Regions from separate parts of the Triticum aestivum genome. Here region 1 is linked to region 2. Evidence: chromatin contacts called from public Hi-C data. All regions are on one chromosome and are shown on one strand. The core of a region is the stretch at or near the end of the contact, and the rest is flanking DNA. Distances in the headings are between cores, read along the strand shown. Region 1 holds the start of LOC123110776 (cellulose synthase-like protein D4). Region 2 holds the start of LOC123110775 (protein DEHYDRATION-INDUCED 19 homolog 4).

Evidence for each region. A called contact is a pair of places that touch in the nucleus more often than the background predicts.
Region 1: a Hi-C map of leaf shows a contact between it and region 2, with 5 times the contacts expected there. The contact joins the promoter of LOC123110776 here to the promoter of LOC123110775 in region 2. A contact is called at or near these places in 2 of 5 Hi-C or Micro-C datasets (both in leaf).

The regions. Positions count from the first base shown.
Region 1 is chr5B:128,818,298-128,822,458 of IWGSC CS RefSeq v2.1, reverse strand. LOC123110776 (cellulose synthase-like protein D4) reads right to left here and starts at 2,667. Exons shown (of 3, transcript XM_044531387.1): 1 at 1,409-2,667; 2 at 476-1,304; 3 at 1-355. The coding sequence starts at 2,397.
Region 2 is chr5B:128,519,732-128,524,327 of IWGSC CS RefSeq v2.1, reverse strand. LOC123110775 (protein DEHYDRATION-INDUCED 19 homolog 4) reads left to right here and starts at 1,398. Exons shown (of 4, transcript XM_044531386.1): 1 at 1,398-1,653; 2 at 1,754-1,914. The coding sequence starts at 1,605.

The DNA of each region.
Region 1 (4,161 bases), core at 1,418-3,917, 300 kb before region 2:
ACCGGTCGTTGGGGTCGATGCCCTCGAACCGCTGCGGGAACTGCACGTAGCAGACGCGGTCGCCGCCGCGGTCGAGCATGTAGCACATCCCTTCGCGGAGCGCCGCCGAGTTGTGCACGTAGTGGTCGCAGTCCAGGTTGAGGATGAAGGGCCCGTTCGACATGATGGCGCTCGTCCTGACCAGCGCGTTCATGGCGCCGGCCTTCTTGTTGTGGTCGTACCCGGGCCTCTTCTCGCGCGAAACGTACACAAGCATCGGCAGCCGGATGTCCACGCCTGTCGTGTCGATCAGCGCACCGGACTCCGCCGGCTCACCGCCAAGCACTGGCTCCGACGTCGGTGGCGCAAGCATTGCCTGCGCGTTCATCAATCAATTGGAGAAGAAGATACATGAGCATTTCGAATCGATTGAACAAGCATTTCGAAAGGATTTAGTATGTCAGCTGCAACAACATGTATGGATTCGATCAATCACCTGAATGATGCCAGCGTGGTTGCCGCGCGCGTGATCCGTCGCCCCGGTGAGCCAAGTGCCGGGCCACTGGGAGCCGTCAGACATCCATGTCGCCTTCACGGCCCCAGTCTCTGCCAGCGGAGCTGTTCCCAGCGCGCCACCGGCAGCCACGGCCTCCTCTTGCAGGCGCCTTCTTGCACGCAGCTCCTCGCCGGCATTGTACGCGTCGGAGCGCCGTCGGATCGCCTCCGTCAGCGAGTTGACCCGCACCTTGAACTCGTCGTACTCCCGCTTCACCTTCCGCCTCTCGCGGACAAAGTCCAGCCGCACCTTGTTCTTGAGGAAATCCCGCTTCTGGCCGAAGTATGACTCCGGGCAGCGCGGCTCGACGCCGTGCTTCCGGCAGAAGGGCACCCACGTGCGCGCGAAGCTGGCGGTCTCGGCGAGCGCCTCGAAGGTGAGGAGCGCGCCGCCGTCGTCGGAGAGGTAGCAGGCGAGCTTCTCGACCGGGTAGTCGGCGGCGAGGATGGAGAGGATGGTGTTCGCGGTGACAAGCGGCGGCTCCTTCTCCGGGTCAGCGGTGGAGACGAAAACGTCGATGCCGGGGAGGTCGGAGCGGCCCTTGGGGTTGCGTGCGGTGGGCAACTCGAAGCGGTCGGCGAGGACGTCGAGGTCGCAGGAGCGGTTGACGGGGCAGAGCTTGGGGAGGCTGTCGAGCAGCCATGAGAAGGCGAACCACACCTCGCACGTCACCGACAGCGCCCACAGCCACATGGCGTCCGGGTTGGGGTGCCGGATGCGCCACGCCAGGAAGAACCCCAGCGCCACCAGCCGGATCGCGATCAGCATCCTGCACAGAGCAGAGGAAGAAGCGACGAGTCAAGCAGCTGCAAGCGTGCGAGTGCGAGGGAGCCAAAATCAATTGTTTTTTACAGGAAGAACCGGTGGGGGTACCTGTATGGGCTGAGGATGGCCTGAGAGACGCTGGTCTTCCTCGTCAGGGGCCGGCGGCAGCGGGCACCGAAGTTGGGCGGCTCCTCGATGCCGACGAATCCGGAGGTGGCCCCAGCGTTGTTGCCGCCGCCGCCGTGCTCGTTCTTGGGCCATAGAGCGTTGCCGTAGCCGTAGGTGCCCTTGGTCTCGAAGAGCCACCGGGCGTGGTCGAAGTCGGCCGGCTTGCCGTTGCTGCTGGGCATGGGCATCTTGATGGAGTGCACCATGGAGAAGCGCTTGGACATGGACGTCATGGGCATCTGGTCCCTCTCCTCCGACGAGGAGATGGCGTCGTCGTCGTCCTCGTCCACGGAGTCGTCGGTGTCGCTGCCGGCGGAGTAGGCCTCCTTGCAGCCTGGGCAGTTGCCTGCGGCCGCGACGCAGTCCATGTAGCACTCCTCGCAGATCATGAAGCCGCAGTCACAGGGCGGGTGGCCGCCGCGGCCGGCGTTGAGGAACGCCGGCATGTCGCAGCCGCGCATCTTGCAGGACATGTTGGCGGAGGCGGCCGGCCGAGCGCCGTCGGCGGAGTTGCTGAGCACGTGGGCGCGCGTGGCGCAGTTGAGGCCGCCGGTGAAGATGGTGCCGGAGACGTAGCTCCTCTGCGGCAGCACCTCCCCCTCCTCCTCAGCCGCGGGCACGTCCGTGGACGCGGACGCCGTGGTCCTGTCCGGCGTGGGCGGGATGTGCACGGTGTAGTGCACGAACTCGGCGCTGGCGTCGGCGCCATCCCTCGACGCGTACCGGCTCCCCCCACTCCGGCGCACCGGCGAGACCTGCAGCGTCGCGGTGGAGGAGCCGATGGAGTGCCTGGGCACGGGGCTGGTGAGCCCGGACCCCCTCCTCACGACACCATCCCCGGGGCTCCCGCCGCCAGCACCCTTCCCTTTCGTCGGCGACACGGTCACCGTTACCGGCGAGCCCGCCGGCAACGACAGCCGCCGCGACATCCCTCCACCGAGTCACCTCCCCCTCCTCCAAATCAGCAGATCAAAGAAGCAGGAAGCTGAGCTCAAGAACCAGCAGCACGCAGGGCGCTCAGCAGCTCAATTCCTCGCGCTCAAAGAACAGCAAAAGGAAGGGTGGTCGGAATTATAGCAAGATCTGTGAAGGTGGGGTGGTGGAGAGGAAGGATTGAGCAATCGATTGGGGCCTCGGGGACCGGGAGGAGGATCTGAGCGATGGCAGAGGCGGTCGCCGGCGGGGCGTTATTTATTCCCCTCGATTCCGTCTCCGGTTTCGAGAACGGCGAGCCCAACGGTCGGGTCGGCTCTGACGTGCGAGCGCTTCGAGTGGAGCAACGGTCGGTGGGAGCCAGCCGTGGGATGCTGGATCGGACGGCTGAGGTTTGATTCGGCTGAGCGGGGGAGAGCATGAGGAGGGGACGGAAAGGGAGGTAGCCGTTTGGCCGGGAGTGAACCACGTGGGCCATGGGAGAGGGACCTGCCACCGGGTTCTTGGGGTTGAGCTCGTGATTGGGTCTCCATTTCTTTCCTTCGACGGTGGTAAAGATTTTGGAATTTTTTCTTTGTCTTGTCCAGCTTAGCTTTTTTACATGAGATGTGATGGGGTCCACTGGTGCAAGTTTCACTCTCGTTTTCTTCAATGTAGTATCATCATTGATCTACCGGGGCGGTACATGTCGCATGTGCATGTTGGCCATAATTTACTATCGTTGTGTGTCAGGGCATGTACAATGGTGGCATATGGATATATATGTCCCATGACAAAAAGTAATTTGAAACATCTACATTAATTTTTCCTCTCCAATGCAAGCTATCACTAGTGGGCATCATTAAGAAATAAAAAATAAAGACTCTAGTACACATGCATCTCTACTTTTCACTCCAATCTTTTCAGCTTTTGTCATCGGATCATGTTTTTTCTCTTCAATCACCCGCCTCCTGGAGAGGATCCTGCTTCCCTATCCGAACCTACTTTACGTCATATCCGATCCTATATGGCATGCGAGGCATTACCTTGAGGCTATGCATTGTACATGCCCTTAGAGGGTGCTTTCCACAAACTGAGACGAACTACAACCCGCTCCCCAAACTGACCAAGCCGACGACACTACCCAGTCAATGCCCGGTCACAAAATCGTGATGCAATCGGTCTCTTTAAACCGGCCGCAACCGTCTAAATTGACCGGCACCCCTCAAACCAAGCCTAAATCCGGAACGGGTATATGGAGGCACGGGCGTACTCGGTCGCGTTGGACCGATTCACCCTAGCCCACCTCGACCTCACATTTATCCCAATCCGAACGAACCCTAGACCGGAGACAAAGCTCATTATCCAATTCATTTCTCTCCACCCCCTCCTCCCCATCCCACTCCCTTACGGACTGAGATCCCATGCCTTGCCAAAGGCGGGTCACGGTGTGCCTTGCGCCCCTACATCCATCGTCCAAATTAATCCTACGGCTGGCAGCAGTTCACACCCAGTCAACGCAATTCAACACAGGGAAAAATTACGCGGGCGGCCAGACACATCGCGCGGGCTATCTCGGGCAGGTCGGGGAAAACTGCGCGGGCTGGGGCATCCCCCCCCCCCCGCGCGCCGCCGCTGTCCGGCCGTCCCCGCCGATGCTCTCCGGCCACCCCCGTTTCCGCTCTCCAGCCGCTGCCGCCGCTCTCCCGCAGCCCCCGCCGCCCCCGCCGCCGGTCTCCCGCAGCCCCCCCTCCCACCGCCGTCGCAGGAAAGACAGGGGA
Region 2 (4,596 bases), core at 149-2,648:
CTTAGGTCAAAACCATCACCTAGGTTTGCAAATCCAACCAATTAAACATAGCTAGATTTGTTAATTCGAGGGAAGTTCAGGTCTAGTCGATTTTCTGTGATCATTACATGAAAAAAATAACATCACAATTAATGAGAAGCATCGAAGATAGAAACAATTTGAACGTCTCGAAATGCAAAGAAAAAACCCAACTAAAGTTCGACATCTTGAAATGGAGAAGAAATAAAACAACTGCAGTTTCGATATCTTTTGGGCACATTAGTGGAGGCAATTTCGAGAACAGGGTAGTATTGGGAAATTATTAGGGATTTAGTGCCAAACCCAACAATCTTATTGAGTTACGCCTAATTTATGCTACAAAATACCTTGGGTGGTGAATTAGACTACTTCCATTTGTCAGTCCTCCTATTGATCAGCAATGGTTGCATCCTCAACAAAGATATGGTGACTTTCTGACAATCATAGTACATGCCATAAGTTCCTTGTCGGTTAGAGGGTATTAACGAGAATCATTCAAATAAAAGAGAGCAAAAAGTTCCCAAAAGGGCAAAGCCTATAATTGTGTTGAACTTTGTTTAATTTCGAGAAGAGGGTAGTAATGGGCAATTATTAGGTCAAAACCATCGCCTAGATTTGCAAATCCAACCAATTAAACATAGCTAGATTTGTTAATTAGATGGAAGTTCAGGTCTAGCCGATTTTTTGTGATCATTACATGAAGAGAAAATAACATCACAATTAATGAGAAGCATCGAAGAGAGAAACAGTTTGAGCATTTCGAGATGGAAAAAAAGAAGACTAAAGTTCAACAGCTTGAAATACAAAAGAAATAAAACAACTACAATGCTCTCGTTGAGAGTTGAACTCAAGACCTCTTGCTTACTAAGCGGGTGCGAGAGCCAACTGAGCTACAAGAGCATTTTGCAAAATTTTAAAGTTCCATTTTAATATCAATTCCTTTATGGTCATAATACAGACGGAATAAGGCCTTACTATCTGAGGAATATATATATATATATTATTCATGTTATTATACACAAGAGTAACAGCTTCCGTTTTTCAGAGCCATCTCTAAAACAAAGTTTGGTATACGTGCATTATTCTTGGACCTACGCAAAAAAAAAAAAGCTACTACGCCATGTGAGGATGCCGAGTTGCCATTTTCTCACGTGCCATTAGGTTTCCCCCCTCAGTGAAACGTGTCATCATGTGCATGTGGACAAGAACCTTTTCTTTTCCAGAGAATGTGGACAAGAATGGGCAGGCTGGATCCACACTGGGCTTGAGGTCGTCAGCCCATTTACAGCGCCCCGTAATTCCCACCATACCGGAGGGGGGTTTCTGCAACATAGCCACCCCTCCTTCCTCCCTAAGCAAAAGCTTCTCCCCCGTTCACCCAATAGCTAGCCACCCACACTCTCTCTCCTCCCCCCGGCCGTGTCGGTGTGTCTCTCCCCTCCCCCCTCCGACCCGCCGCAAAAACCCTAGCTCTAAACCCCGCTGATCGCCGGCCCCTTCCCGGCGCCCGGCGCTGCCCGGCTTGACCCCGGCCAGGCCAGGAAGCCAAAGCCCCCCCCCCCCCCCCCTCCCCAACCGGCGCCGCCATGGACATGGACACCTTCGAACGCCTCCAGGCCGAGACCAGGCTCCGCGGTTCGTGCTTCGCCGCCCCAAAGATCCGATCTTGGCTCCAAATCGTGTGATTTTGAGGGTTTCCTGAGGAGGTTTTTGATGGGGTTTTGTGCTTTGGCAGATGCGCTCATGCGGCTCGAGGAGGCGGAGGAGACCGACGACGACGAAGAGAGGGGCGCCGAGGAGGAGGAGCTGGAGTGCCCCTTCTGCGGGGAGGAGTTCGACGGCGTCGGCCTGTGCTTGCACATCGAGGACGAGCACGCGGCGGAGACCAAGGCCGGGGTAATTTCATCTCAACCTTCATGGAAAGATGTACTAACACCTAGTGGCTTTCAGGCGCATCTAGCTCAAAAATTAGGGTTTATTGTTAATCTCTTGTGTAACACGTAGGCATTGTTGTTGTTTCTATAGTCTCCGGGAAATGCCTGTATGTGTGTGGTGATTTTACTTGTCATTTTGATATTTTTAATTGCGAAGGTGGGAATTTGGGCCGTATGAGTTGCGCATACTCACATACTATGCATGTTTGAGATGCTTGTAGTTTTTGAGCTAAGATATTGCTGTGTACAGAGTTGGTATTTTCCTGCTGCATAGGGTTCTTCTCCTCATGATTGCATCTGATTTTGTAGAAATGTGCTTAATCTTCCTTTAGGTGTTTGAGCTAGGAATTTAGAGTGCTTCTTCTGGCATACGGCGCATGTTTGAGCTGCTTTAATTTATCACTCTCAAGGTTCGCTTGCAAGTAGTATAGTATTTTTGGGTGTTTAAGTTGCTTGCGTGTTAAGTTATAAGCTGGTTGAAGGCTTGGCTTACTTTTTGGGGCTTCATTTTTCTACTTCTGCAAGGAAGTTTGGGTGCTTTCATTTCATGTCTCCATTTGTTTCATAGTGGCATCGTTAATTCATTCTTACATAATAAGAATGCATTAGAGGATCCAACTATTATATCTTTTCTATGTTTAGAGAAATTAGTTAGTGTATTAAGAATTGGTTGAAAGATCCACTAATGTGGAAATTGCAGGAGTAGTGGCGTGCATCTTTCATAACGGAAATATTATTTATTGAGATGTGTTTCACGTGTGAAGATTAGATCGTTCTAATTAATTTAGTTCATACATTATTTTTCAGTAGATACATAAAGTCGATGTGATGGCATGGCATTCATGTGGCTTAGTTGATACAATCATATAATATACTACGAATTTGTAGTTTTTATTCACACTTGTAATTGGTGTCTTGGTGAAATGAATTCTATGCTCTGATTGGTTGAAATCGGGAGTTAATTGTTCAGTTTAACTTTGGGAGTTTGATTGAACTGCTTTTTGTAAATATTGTGAGTGCTCCAGGTGCATATGTTTATACTTGATAGATCTTTGAGGAAGTACCTCTCAATGTAATGTTTCCAGTGTGTGGCCCAAAAGTTGTAGTGATGGCTATTGTAGTTCATAGTATAATTTGAAAATCATGGTTCTATTGTTTGCAAATGCCATAAACTTCATAGCAATCTTACAAATGAAACAACAGAGCCATCCTAAGCGCGGAATCACAGTTACATGATATTGCATCATCATCACATGTCAACTTAAAATCCAACCACACAATATGCTGGATGCACTCAACTTAAATGTAGCATAAAGTAATGACTTACAATGGATTACGTCAAGATAAAAAAGGATCACAATCAAATCTAGTTACAAAAGGTGTTGGATGCTCTTAATGGCAGTGGTGAGTATAAGATTTTTTTTTTCTGCAAAACCGTGTACAACATCAAGACTAAATAGTGCACACTTTGCATTGGTTGCACTTCCATGTTTTATACAGTGTGGATAGAGGAATTTCTGGGCTGAGCAGTCAATATTTTACACTTTCCGTATTAAGTCTAGTGGTTCTGATTTTCTTGGATTTACTCATGTCTGGGTAAGTGACCAATTAGGGTCTGCACAACTAATTTTGCAGTGCAATGTGCGGTGGCTGCCAATTTTTCTTTATATCTTGTAGTGTGTACTGGTGCCGCTATAGTAGTTGTAGGCTTGTAGCAGTGATGCTTCGCTTGTGCATGTGGCCTTTTAAAATACTCCCTCCGTTCCAAAATAGATGACTCAACTTTGTACTAACTTTAATACAAAGTTGGGTCATCTATTTTGGAACGGAGGGAGTAGTGTTTAGGCAATGGAACTGCAGTAGCTTTTTATTCCTATTATTCCTTTATGAAATATGTGGATTTCAGGATTGCTAAGATAACATTTGTGTTCCATGTGTAGTTGATTATTGATAGTGTGGATAGGGTTTATGTATTTTATCACTTCGCTTGCATGTTGTGATATAAGAAATATTTGGAAATGTTCAAGTAAATTCCAACATCTATTGTTAGATTGTTGTGGAAACAACTATGCCCATCCACAATTAAGTCAGACATGATCAGTTTTGTCTGCTTACTGGTTATTTTTCATTTTGTTCCTTTAGGTGTGCCCTATATGCACAGATAGAGTTGGGATGGACTTGGTTGGGCACATGACCTCAGAGCATCCCAGTTTCTTCAAGGTATCATTAGTTTCAACAAGCATCATCATTCATCAGTCAGTTATTATATATAACTGAAACTGCATGGAATAGGTTGCTGTTATTGTTCAATCATGATCTGCAATTAGGAAAATGAGATCATTAAAGTATTCAAGTTCTGTACCTCTTGAACAAAATCAACATGCATGAAATAAACTAGTTCACTACCGCCAGGAAGATGGCCAAATGGCACATTGTAGAGGATTGGGGAGCAGAACATAGGTTTGGAAGGACGAATGGCGAAGATAATAGATTAGCTTTCTCTTGTGCTTGATTGATTATAGATTATTAACCTCTTGTGCTTGATTGATACTTGATACATGCAATGACCCTCATACAGCACTAACTTGAGCCCTGAGTAATAACTTAAAGGATACTAATTTGGTCCCTATCTCTAATATGAAGT